Regions from separate parts of the Mus musculus genome. Here region 2 is linked to region 1. A link is a contact called in public HiChIP or PLAC-seq data. All regions are on one chromosome and are shown on one strand. The core of a region is the stretch at or near the end of the contact, and the rest is flanking DNA. Distances in the headings are between cores, read along the strand shown. Region 1 has its middle 50 kb from the start of Rnf24. Region 2 has its middle 18 kb from the start of Gm30986.

Region 1 (5,451 bases), core at 1,840-4,339:
GCTCAGAGCATCACTCAGCTCTGCATAGAGTATCACTCAGCCCTGCACAGAGCATCACTCAGCCCTGCACAGAGCATCACTCAGCCCTGCACAGAGCATCACTCAGCCCTGCACAGAGCATCACTCAGCCCCTGTGTGTCCTCCATGCTTCCTCTGTCCTGTTAGCTCTACTTCTGCCAAACACTCCCTCCTACAAATGCTTGACCAGTTGACAACCTCCAAGATCCCAGCTCTACTCGGGCTCCTGTTCACCCTTGTGCCTGGGTCCGACAGGACCAGTTGGCCTTGCATTGGTTCCTTCCCCTTCCCTGCCTGTTGGCCTCTGAGAAGCTGCAGTGAATATGGATGGTGGTTAGTAGTACAGCAGGAGCCTGGGGCAAGAGTAGAGTCAGCCTATGAGACAGCAAGAGCAGATTCCAGAAGATTCATGACAGCAGCCTAAAACATAGTGGGGGGCCTGAGACCCACAGACTCCAAGTTTCAGCTCTCCATCTGTCACAAGCCACCCCACGTGACTAAGGTCAATTTTGCTTCTCAGTTTGTTCCTGAGTTAAGTGCCTATGAGAAAGATCTAGAAGGGGTTCCATGAAAGCCTCCCTATCTTTTTGATGCTACATAACTTCAGTGAGCCCCGGCTGCATGAAACTCCAGTTTCAAGTCATCTACAATAGCAACCAGCTTGGCAAGGCACCCTGTGTGGGCTCTGCCTTCCTCATCTTACCAAAGTAGCACTTAGAGCCCCGTTTCTCTGCTTCTAGTAGACCATAGAGACACTCCCCAGCCCTGTCAGACACAAGCAGCCTGTGATTAGGCCGCTGCAAGGGCTAGCAGCAGGCGTCAGAGCCCAGGGCTAGATGAGAGCTTTGCCTATCTCTCATTTCTACTTTGGACCCAAATCCCATAAGAAAGCACGGGAGGGTGCTGGAAGGGCTCCCCTGTTGTCCTAGAACAGCAGCCAAGGCTTGAAAATGAGGACAAGAGGAAAGAGGTCCCTGAATTCTAGACTGAGCAGTAAGTGAGTCACTGGCAGCCTGACTCTTCACTTCCTGAAAGTGTGGAGACCTGCTCTTCCACCCATTCTGCCTGAACAAAGGTTAGAGGTGGGGTGAGGAAGGAAGGCTATAGTGAAGATGTCACCCTGAATGGCAGGACTTCCCTTTGGCTTTCTGAAGCAAGGGATTGCTTGGGAAGTCCGAGTTAACTGGGTGACTATTTAATGTGTCTGTTTGGAAATCCCTCTATACCTACCTTAGGCGTCATAGTGGTGGTTATCTTTGCCCCACCCATTCTACATCTCTGACTCATCTCTTACTCTCCAGGAGTATCGGCAGCGTCCATTCTGGCCTTCATGTCTCCTCCCTCAGGCTCCTGTCCACTCCAGTCCTGAAGCAGTCCTTTCTGGCTGGGAGTATGGTTTTATGGCAGAGTGCTTGCCTGGCCTGTGCAAAGCACTGGCTGTGATCCCTGGCACTACCCAAAACACCGAGACAGAGTGGTATCCAAGTGTAGTCCCCAGATCTGTGGGAAGCTGAGGCAGGGGGATTGCTAACCTCAGTAGTTCAAGACCAGTCTGGGCAACATAGTGAGACTCTATCTCAAATAAATAAGTCATTCAAGATCAGCTTGGCAGACTAGATCTCACAGATCAGCTGTGGCTGCCTGTGACTTGGTTTTTATGTCACTTGGGAGCTAAGAATGGTTTTTACATTTTATTTTTAGGCAAAACAAGACTATGTGACACATATTTGCCAAAGCCTGCTATAAAGTCAGTATCAAATCTGGCTTAAGGGAATATCCTCCCTACATTCTATACCTCTCAGATACCTTAAGCCTGCACCCAGACTATCACCCTCCCTCCTTATGCCAATCAGTGACCTAACATTCCAGACATTACTCCAGATGATGTCCCTTCAGCTGAGCCTAAGCCTTCTCACCTTTCCCCGATCAGCCTATACAGCAGGAGCTGGCTGTCACATGCTCACACCAGATCATAGCTTGGTGACCAGTGAGTGACAGAGGGAAGGGCAAAGGAGGGAGACAGCATGAGCTACAGTCACCCAGTAGCTATATGGTCCCTGCTTCTAGTAGTGTCCTAGGTCCTTCCCTGCTTCAAAGGATCAGTAACAATTTCTATGCCATTGCTAACTTCCTTGACTGCCGTGACTACCTTCCAGGCTCTTCATCACCCCTACAACTGACTACGTGCACTTAATTGCCTCTGTTTAAATGGTTTCTGTTTTCCTGCCAGGACTCTGACTGACGTACTACTCTCCCCAGCATCCACACACTCAGAGTTTGCTCAGTGCTCTGTCTTTAACATTTGTACTCAACTAACATGTTTTTACTCATGACTTCCGAAGGTGGCTAGATATCTATGGTGTTCCTTCAAGGCCAAGGGTCAACAAACTACAATAAAACCTAGCTCACTGCCTATTTTGTTTAATGTTTTTCCTTTTTCTTTTTTCTTTTCTTTTGCCTTTGGAACACGGCCATACCTATTCATTTACATACTGTCTGGCTGCATTCTGTTTTAATTTTTCCTAGCAATGACTAGTAGCCATTTTTATTTCCTTGATTGTGAGTGTGTGTGTGTGTGTACACGTATGTATGTGTGTGTTCACATGCATGCACACATGTGTTGCAGATCAAACCCAGGGCATCCACATGCCATCCCTCTCCAGCTGCTTTCAAACCCAAACATGGTGGAAGGAGAGAACCAACTCCCACAAATTGTCCTCTGACCTTCACACCTTCACTGTAGAATGCGCTTAGTGAGTCATGCACACACACAGCTTTTTAATGTAATTAGAAAACCATTTTCTTAAATGTAGAATCTGAGGCTCCATTCCAGATACACCCAGTCAGTGTCTTCATGTTAACAAGAGTATTAGAAAAATGAGGTGTAGGTCTACTTGAGACGCGCTGGCTCAGGCATCAGAGAGCTGCCACCCACCTGGTTTTGGTGGCCCGTGGCCTTTGTTCATACTGTAAAAGCCCTGTAAAACACCAGAGCCCAGGCTGTTACCATTAGGGGAGGCTTTCAGCAGCTGTCCGCTAGTCCAGAGCCCTGGCAGGTCCTCAGCACAGGAGATAGCTCACTTCCTCCTCCTGGAGCTGCTGGGACAGCTCACAACAGAAACATCCGAGAGCTCTCTGCTGCCCTAAAATTCTTTCCAACGTGAGTAAAGATGTGTCTGTCCAGCTCAGGTTACTTTGGAATTGGTATTTACCTACCCATCCCCCAGGGCTTGTGGGTACCTGATACACTGGCCTAACGATAGAAATCAGGGAGGGGCAGCCATTGGAGAAAGAGTTGGGGGGAAGTTTAGCTGTTGCTTAGCTGTTGCTGCCCCTGTATCCTTGGTCCTTCTGGAAATGTTCCAGGCCACATCTGGAAATCACATCTGGAAGCCATGATGTTGCTGGACTTTTCAGAGCAGCAAAGAGGAAAGGGGTGGGGGCTGTGCTGACGTCAGTACAGACCACCCAGGAGCCTTAGCCAGAGCATTAAGCAGGAAGGCTAATTTTTCCACCATAATACTGTCCCCACTCCAACTCTGACAGAGCCAGCTACAGCCCAGCACCCAACCCTGCTGCCATATTGACCCTCTTCCACCCTAAGCTACAGGGACTCTGTTGAAGAAGACATATCCTGCCCTGTGGATCCTTCTTCTCTCCCTGACATCAGCTCTCCCCCCCAAAACCGATCCCTTCTCCTTTTTCATTCGTCCCTAGGTTCCTCCTTTGTGTAGCTAATGTCTCTTAAATTAAAAACCAAACTATAAACTCATGAAGAAATGTGTGGTCCGTAAGATTTACAAGATGCCTCCACACAGTACAAGCTTAGAATTCCTTCTGTTCTGCAGCAATCAACAAGCCTAAGAAAGAGCTAAACAATGAGCTTCCAGCCTGGAGCATCAGAGGCCTCAGGGCCCAACATCTCACCTGAACTGCCCAACTGCTGTGTTATCAGAGCCTCACATCTTCCCAGTAGTGGCTTCCAACTCACTGAGACCATCAGACAGATCTTTTGTCCAGCAGTCACTTGCTGACATCCCCAGCTCTGTTAATTGTTACAGGCCTTCAGGGATCCAGAGGCTTCAAATCCAGAGACCTGTTTTCTCCTATCCCTTAAAGCATCCCGCCACCCACCAACACCTACCAATCTTGGAATGGAGGCAAACCCCATCCCTCTCTAGTCACTACTAAGCAACTCCCAACCAGTCCTCCAATCTCTTGGACTCTTTAGTCTCCCTTCCACCGACTTCCCTTGAACCTTTGTGATAGTGACCACTTTTGCAAAAGTGACCAGTTATTCCCCTTCCTGTGTCCCCTCCCAGCATATGCCCTTTGCATTATGACTTTGTATTATCATCTCCCATTAGGGAACATCCTGGATCTAGACTCTTCCTGAGGGTTGTTTGGCTTGACAACTTGACAGAAATCTGTGTGAATTTTTACTTCCCTGGGGAATCTGTGCAGTCACTCCAAAAGTACGCCCTCAATAGCCTTCTAAGGGATGAAAAATCATGTTACTCAAGGACCCCACTGACCCAGGCAAGGATCAGCCAGATGACAACCATCTGAACCAGCCCCCAGCCAGCTGCCCATAGAGATGTGAGAGAGCTACTAAGATTGGATTACCAACCTAGACAGAGGAAGCACACAGAAGAGCCATACATCCATACATCCGTGAGATTAGATGAGTAGGGTTCTAAGCCAATAAATTCTGTAAGGCTAGGGAGGTAGACCAATTGGTTGTGTGCTTACTGCATGAGGACCTGCGTGCCTAAAATTGTGCAAATAGCTGGGTGTGGAGGCATATGCTTGTGATCACAGTACTGGGAGCTGGAGATAGACAGATGTCTGAGTCTTGCAAGCCAGCCATAGCCTGATCAGTGAGTCTGGCGTCCCAGATCCTCTATCAAAAAAACAAAGTAGGACCTGGAGTGGCACAGGCCTTTCCTCTCAGCACTCAGACGGCAGAGGCGGGTAGACCTCTGTGAGTTGAAGCCAGCCTGATCCACATAGCAAGTTCCAAGTCAGCCAAGGCTACACAGTGAAACTGTCTCAAATAAATAAATAAATAAATAAATAAATAAATAAATAAGCAAATAAAGTAAGTTATGTTTCTTAAGCACTGTAAGAAACATAAAGTATGAAATTTTCTATCATATACTATGAAACTTGTGTTTCGGACAAGGAATTCAAATCTTTTTATACCACCCCCACTTTGTAAGATTGATGCAAATGTTTTAATCACCACCCAGTAAGACCTTTGTTTACAAAATGGTTCTCTGATGTCTTCCTTGAATTTGATGGCCAAGAGCAATGACTTCTTTCTCCTTGGCAGAGTGACCCTTTCCCCCTTCCTTCATTTCTGGTGTGCCAACTAATTTCAGATTTACCAATTAAACTAAGACTATGAGGTCAGAGATCCCAGGCAATGAG
Region 2 (5,494 bases), core at 2,902-5,401, 360 kb before region 1:
GGTGAAGAGATCCAAAATGTATGTGCTTGATTATGTAATATACCAGAATCAGATATCTAAAGGATTCCCAGTAAATTATTTGTTGAATGAAAGTTTCTGAATGAGTAAATTGGAGAGGGAGGGAGGGAGGGAGGGAGGAGGGAGGAAAGGAGATAGGGAGTGGGGGAGGGAGGAAAGAAGGGAGGGAGTCGGGGAGGGAGGGAGGAAGGGAAGGAGAGAGAGTCTGTGTGTCTGTGTATTTATGAAAGAGAATGTGTGTATCTGTGTCTGTATAAGTGTGTGTATATGTGTGTGTATGTGTGTGTGTGTAGACCAGAAGTCAATTCCAACTTTCTTTCTTACTCGATTATGTCCCCCTTATTTTGCTAGACAAAGTCTTTCACATACCTTACTAACTGGCTACTCTGGCTGGACGATGCTCTGTTTTCCCCATCACTTACCTCTTTAGCTACTGAACCTGGCCTTTATAAGGTGCTAAGGATCTGAATGCAGGCCCCAGGTTTATACAACATGAACCATCTCTCCAGCCTCTTAATCCAGAATATTATGCTGGACACTGTTCATGAAAAGAACAGTCTTTGGTCCTTAACTCTACATCACTGTCCGGGTTCCCATTGGACAGGATGGTGTTTCAGTCATCATACCTGTTAACACACTGCTGTCTGGATACATGTGGTTCCTTTAGAAAGATTTTAATTCATTTAAGTGACATTCAGTAAGTAAATAATTGGTAAAATCCAAATACCATTTTGTCTGTAGTGCAGGGCATTCTTTAATATAAAATATTACTTAAAATCAAATATGTGGTAAAGCAAGACAAACTTTCCTCTTCAGCAGGCATCAGTTGAGCCATTCAATTCTAGTCCTTCTTGCTGGGGGTTGATCTGGTGTGTATACAAATACTAAATTCTGAACTCTAAGATCTGGTTGCCCCCAGAAGAGTGTATCTTCACATATACTGACCTTTGTTATGTAAACTTTGCTCCCAAATTTAAAGCTATTGATTGATAAAAGTCTAGAGGCTGTGATTGGGCAGTAGACAGAGAAGGACAGGATCTGAGAATCGAGTGGAGGGGGGAGGAAGAGAGAGAGAGAGAGAGAGAGAGAGAGAGAGAGAGAGAGAGAGAGAGAGAGAGAGAGAGACCATGGGGGCAGGGGAGAAGAAAGGAGATGGAGAGAGGAGAAAGCTGCCATGAGAGGAGGACCAGGAGTATGTGACTGGAAAAGTGGCCCCTGAGGACATGGACACTCAGGCAAAAAAGATGGAGCAAAAGGCAACCCAGGTAAGGCTCACACAGCAAAGGCCCTATGGCTGGGATGGAAGTTAGAGTAGCTGACAACCTGCCCAGTCTAGGCTTACAGCTTGTAAATAAAACATGGGGATCTTGTGTCTTTTGTACGGGCTAGCTAGAATAAATAATTCCTTTTACTCCTTCTTGCTACCATGACCCTTCTAAGCATGTGTACTTCAAGAGAACAAACCTAACCACAGTATAGATGGTGAAAATAAGACACCCCTTAGGTTTTTAAATGTCTGTGTTCCAGGAAGAGACAGGAGGCTTTGAAAGGACCTTTGGTAATAAGAATGCAAACTTTTACTGGTATCCATTACTGTAATTGCTGCCTTCTCAAGGTGAGATGATCTCATTCTATCCCCTAAGCATCGCTCCACAAATGCAAATGTCCAAAACAACAAAACAGTTTGGCTGCTCTGATTTTAATACTAATCCTGTCATCATTGAGACATGTCATCTTAAAAAAATCTTACCAAGAAGCACAAATCAGAACTATGATATCCAGCCAACAGAATACAGGATAATTAAAAAGTGGAGATATCAAAGGTTGGCAAAGACTGGAGCTGTTATAATTATCATTTTTATCTTGAGTCAAAATTACTGCACATACTTCAAAAATTACACTATAATTTCTTATCAAGTTAATCACCAACTTATGATTCATGACTACATTGTAACAGGAAATGAGTGCCTATTTTTTCTAACAAACAGTGACAAAAAATACCTCTAGCAGCATTATATCTGAGGCTAGCAACAACCCAACTATTGATCAATAACAAACAGTTGAGTTGGCAAATGTCCATGCTTCTATGAGATACTATTTGAGAATGAAAAATAACACGCTCTTTGTCCCACACAATAGCACAGATGGTGTGTAGCAAAAGAATAAGAAGGAGGAGGAGGAGAAGGAGGAGGAGAAGGAGGAAGAGGAGGAGGAGGAGGAGGAGGAAGAGGAGGAGGAGGAGGAGAAGGAGAAGGAGAAGGAGAAAAGAAGGAGAAGGAGAAGGAGAAGGAGAAGGAGAAGGAGAAGGAGAAGGAGAAGGAGAAGGAGAAGGAGAAGGAGAAGGAGAAGGAGAAGGAGAAGAAGAAGAAGAAGAAGAAGAAGAAGAAGAAGAGAAGGAAGAAGAAGAAGAAGAAGAAGAAGAAGAAGAAGAAGAAGAAGAAGAAGAAGAAGAAGAAGAAGAAGAAAGAAGAAGAGCCCTACCCCAAAACACATGCTTCCATGAGCTCAGTCACTGACCTCTCAGGCTCCGGAGAGGAAAAATGGAAAGGCTGGTATGAAAATATTGGTATAAAGGTAAGCATGCTCTCAATTGAAAAGGTAAATGATTGGGACAGATGTTTGAGAAAGAACACGGATGGGTTCCCCAAGGCAGATGAAAAACAGAGTGATGCATCTTCAACAAGATGCAAGTTAGTGCTAAGGGTATCTCAGGCTGACTGGAGTAGAGCATCTAAGGCCGAGCCTGGCAGTTCTGAGTGTTGTTAGAAGGCAGCACAGCCAGGGCCCTCATTTTGGTGTGAATGTTAGAAAACAATAAGCTGAATTATTTAAAAAGTTTGATACACAGTACACAGAAATTAAATTCCTAGCTCTCTCTCTCTCTCTCCCTCTCTCTCTCTCTCTCTGTGTGTCTGTCTCTATCTCTGTCTCTCTCTGTATATACGTATGTATGTATGTATATTTGTGGGCATGTATACTCAATACCCAAGATAAATAAAGGCTAATATCCATAGAAATACTTGTACAGAAGTATTTATAGCAGATCCTCTACCCCATAATAGTCTTACCAACAATCTAAATGTTCATGATATAATAGAATATTGTGCAGCAATAAAAAGAAATCAGCTTGATATGACATAGACAAGTTTATTTATTCCTTCCTTCTCTCTCTCTCCTTCTTTCTTTCCTCTTTGTTCATTTTGAATACTGCACACAAAGTTCTTGGTTTCATGTGGCCTTTTCATACACATATGTTACACTTTGTCCTAATTCATTTCCAACTCTGTGCCCCTTACAGCACCCATCCTGTCCCCTGACAGCACCCACTTCTGCTTTCATGCCACATGAATTCCATCACTCTCTCTTCTCCTTCCTCCCTTAAAATACCCCCCACAGTCCCCTCCTTTCACCACCCACCCTAACTTAAATCTCAGTGTCACATATGAGAGAAAACACGTGGCATGTGACTTTCTGAATGCATTTTGCTCAGACATAATGTTTGTCAGTTCATTCATTTCCTTCAAATGTCTTAATTTCACTTTTCTTTACTGCGGAGTAAGATTCCATTGTGCACATGTATCACGTGTACTTTATGCATTCCTCTGTGGATGGACTAGGCTGGTTCGATGCTCTAACTAATGTGAGTAGTGCAGCAATAAACATGGATGTCTAAGGATCTTTTTGGAATGCTGACTGGAATTCTTTAGGTGTCCTATCAAGAATGGTATAGCAGGGTCATATGGGGGCTCTGCTTTTAGTTCCTTGGTGAACTTCAGTGTTGACTTCCAGAGTGACTGCACAATTGACATTCTGCCAGCAGCATGTAAGTTCCTCTTTCCTCACACAGCATTTGTTGGCATTTGTCTCCCCGCTCCCTATGATAGCCATTCTGCCTGTCCTGAGAAGGAATCTCAAGGCAGTTTTAATTTACATGTCCTTGATATTCAATGCTTCTCAAAGGCTCACGGGCCATTTTTATTCCTTTTGAGAACTGCCCAATTCAATGCATTAGCGTATTGATTGATTGAGTGATTGGTCCTGGGATTAATTCTTGCGGTCCCTTATGAATTCCGCAGGTGCTCATATCCTGTTTGGTGTCAGGTCGGCAGAGATGTCCTCCTATTGGGCAGGCTGCCCTTTGCTCTGGCGATTGTTTGATTTTGTGTAATCAATCAAGTGTGTCAGTACTTGGCATTATTCCCTGTTCTATGGGTGTCTTTTTCAGAAAGTCCTTGCCTGTGCCTATATTGAGTTGGTTTAGTGATATTTTTGTTCTGGTAGTTTCAAATTTCCAGACTCTGATTCATTTTGAACTGAATTCAGGGTGAGAGATATGGATCCAGCTCCATTTTTTTTCTATAGGTGGACACAGTTTTCATGCTTGTTGAAGAGGCTGTCTGTTATGTCCAATGTATGATTTAACACCTTGTTGAAAAATAGGTAGCTACAAGATGCTACAAGACATGTTTTAGGTCCACATGTTTGCTTTTGGGAGACTCCCGTGCTGTTGTTACAATAGACTGTGGGATACAGTTTGAGTCCAGGAATTGTTACACCTCAAGCATTGCTCTTCCTGCTTATGCTGACTTTGACTATTGGATTTTGTTGTTATTGTTCACTTGCTTGTTTTTGTTTTTCCTGTATGAACTTCAGAATTGCATAGTCTAGTTCTCTGAAGGATAACATTGCATTTTGATGGAGATTTCATTGACTCTGTAGATCACTTTGGATACTATAGCCATGTTTACAACATTAATTTTGCCAACCCAACAGCATGAATGTAGCTCAACCCACTATCCCAAGAGACCGAGAACAGTGCAGTGGAGCACAGGCTGTGTCCCCTGCTTATGTGAAGTTCAAGAATAGCTCAAACAAGGGTGTACGTTCAGATCAGAGTAAGGGTGGCTTGGGGTGAGATGGGACTGGACTTTCAGGGTAGTGGAATGTACTTCATCTTGATGTGGGTGTTTGTAGAGGTTAATTAAATTGTCAAAACATTTCCAAATTTTGTATATTTTAAGTACAAAATAACTCAAGAGATTTAAAGTGTTTATAAAGTAAAGAAAATGTGGACATAATTTAGCAATTAGATTAGTCTCCTGTGAAGATGACCCTTATTAATGACATCATCATAGATTGTTCTGGTGTTTTTCTATGTATACATTATTTTCTTTGTTGAATCAAGGTTTTAAAAGGCAATATTACAGAAGAAGATACTATATTCCAGGTGGGCAACGAAACCAAGGTAACCCTGTCTAAGCCAGATATTTCTCCAGCCTGGCTCTTCCATTTCAAATCCTCTTGCAGGCTACCTGACTTATAGTAATTGATACACTGACATCTATACAAGAGAGAGTACATCCCTAGACCAAGCATCAAAAGCTCTTGAGATTTCAGTGGGTTGCTGAACAGTCTGAGGATGGAAGCTGGTCATTAGAGACAGGGGACAAGTGACCAGAGAGTTATGACCTTCTGT

The links. HiChIP or PLAC-seq counts read pairs in DNA pulled down with a chosen protein or histone mark.
Region 2: a FOXA1 HiChIP or PLAC-seq map of pancreatic cancer cells shows a contact between it and region 1. The contact joins two enhancer-like sites. A contact is called at or near these places in 2 of 15 datasets of contacts at CTCF or cohesin (both in the NIH/3T3 cell line), 2 of 115 datasets of contacts at active chromatin or transcription factors (the NIH/3T3 cell line and pancreatic cancer cells) and 1 of 9 other capture datasets (embryonic stem cells).

The regions. Positions count from the first base shown.
Region 1 is chr2:131,399,944-131,405,394 of GRCm38.p6, reverse strand. No RefSeq gene overlaps it. Among named protein-coding and RNA genes, the nearest start is that of Rnf24, 50 kb to the right of the region's middle. Within about 2 kb of position 3,089, at least 73 of the 459 cell types and tissues checked have an H3K27ac peak or open chromatin away from gene starts, as enhancers often do. A contact at or near this core is called in pancreatic cancer cells, where this site is marked.
Region 2 is chr2:131,756,053-131,761,546 of GRCm38.p6, reverse strand. No RefSeq gene overlaps it. Among named protein-coding and RNA genes, the nearest start is that of Gm30986, 18 kb to the right of the region's middle. Within about 2 kb of position 4,151, at least 2 of the 459 cell types and tissues checked have an H3K27ac peak or open chromatin away from gene starts, as enhancers often do. A contact at or near this core is called in pancreatic cancer cells, where this site is marked.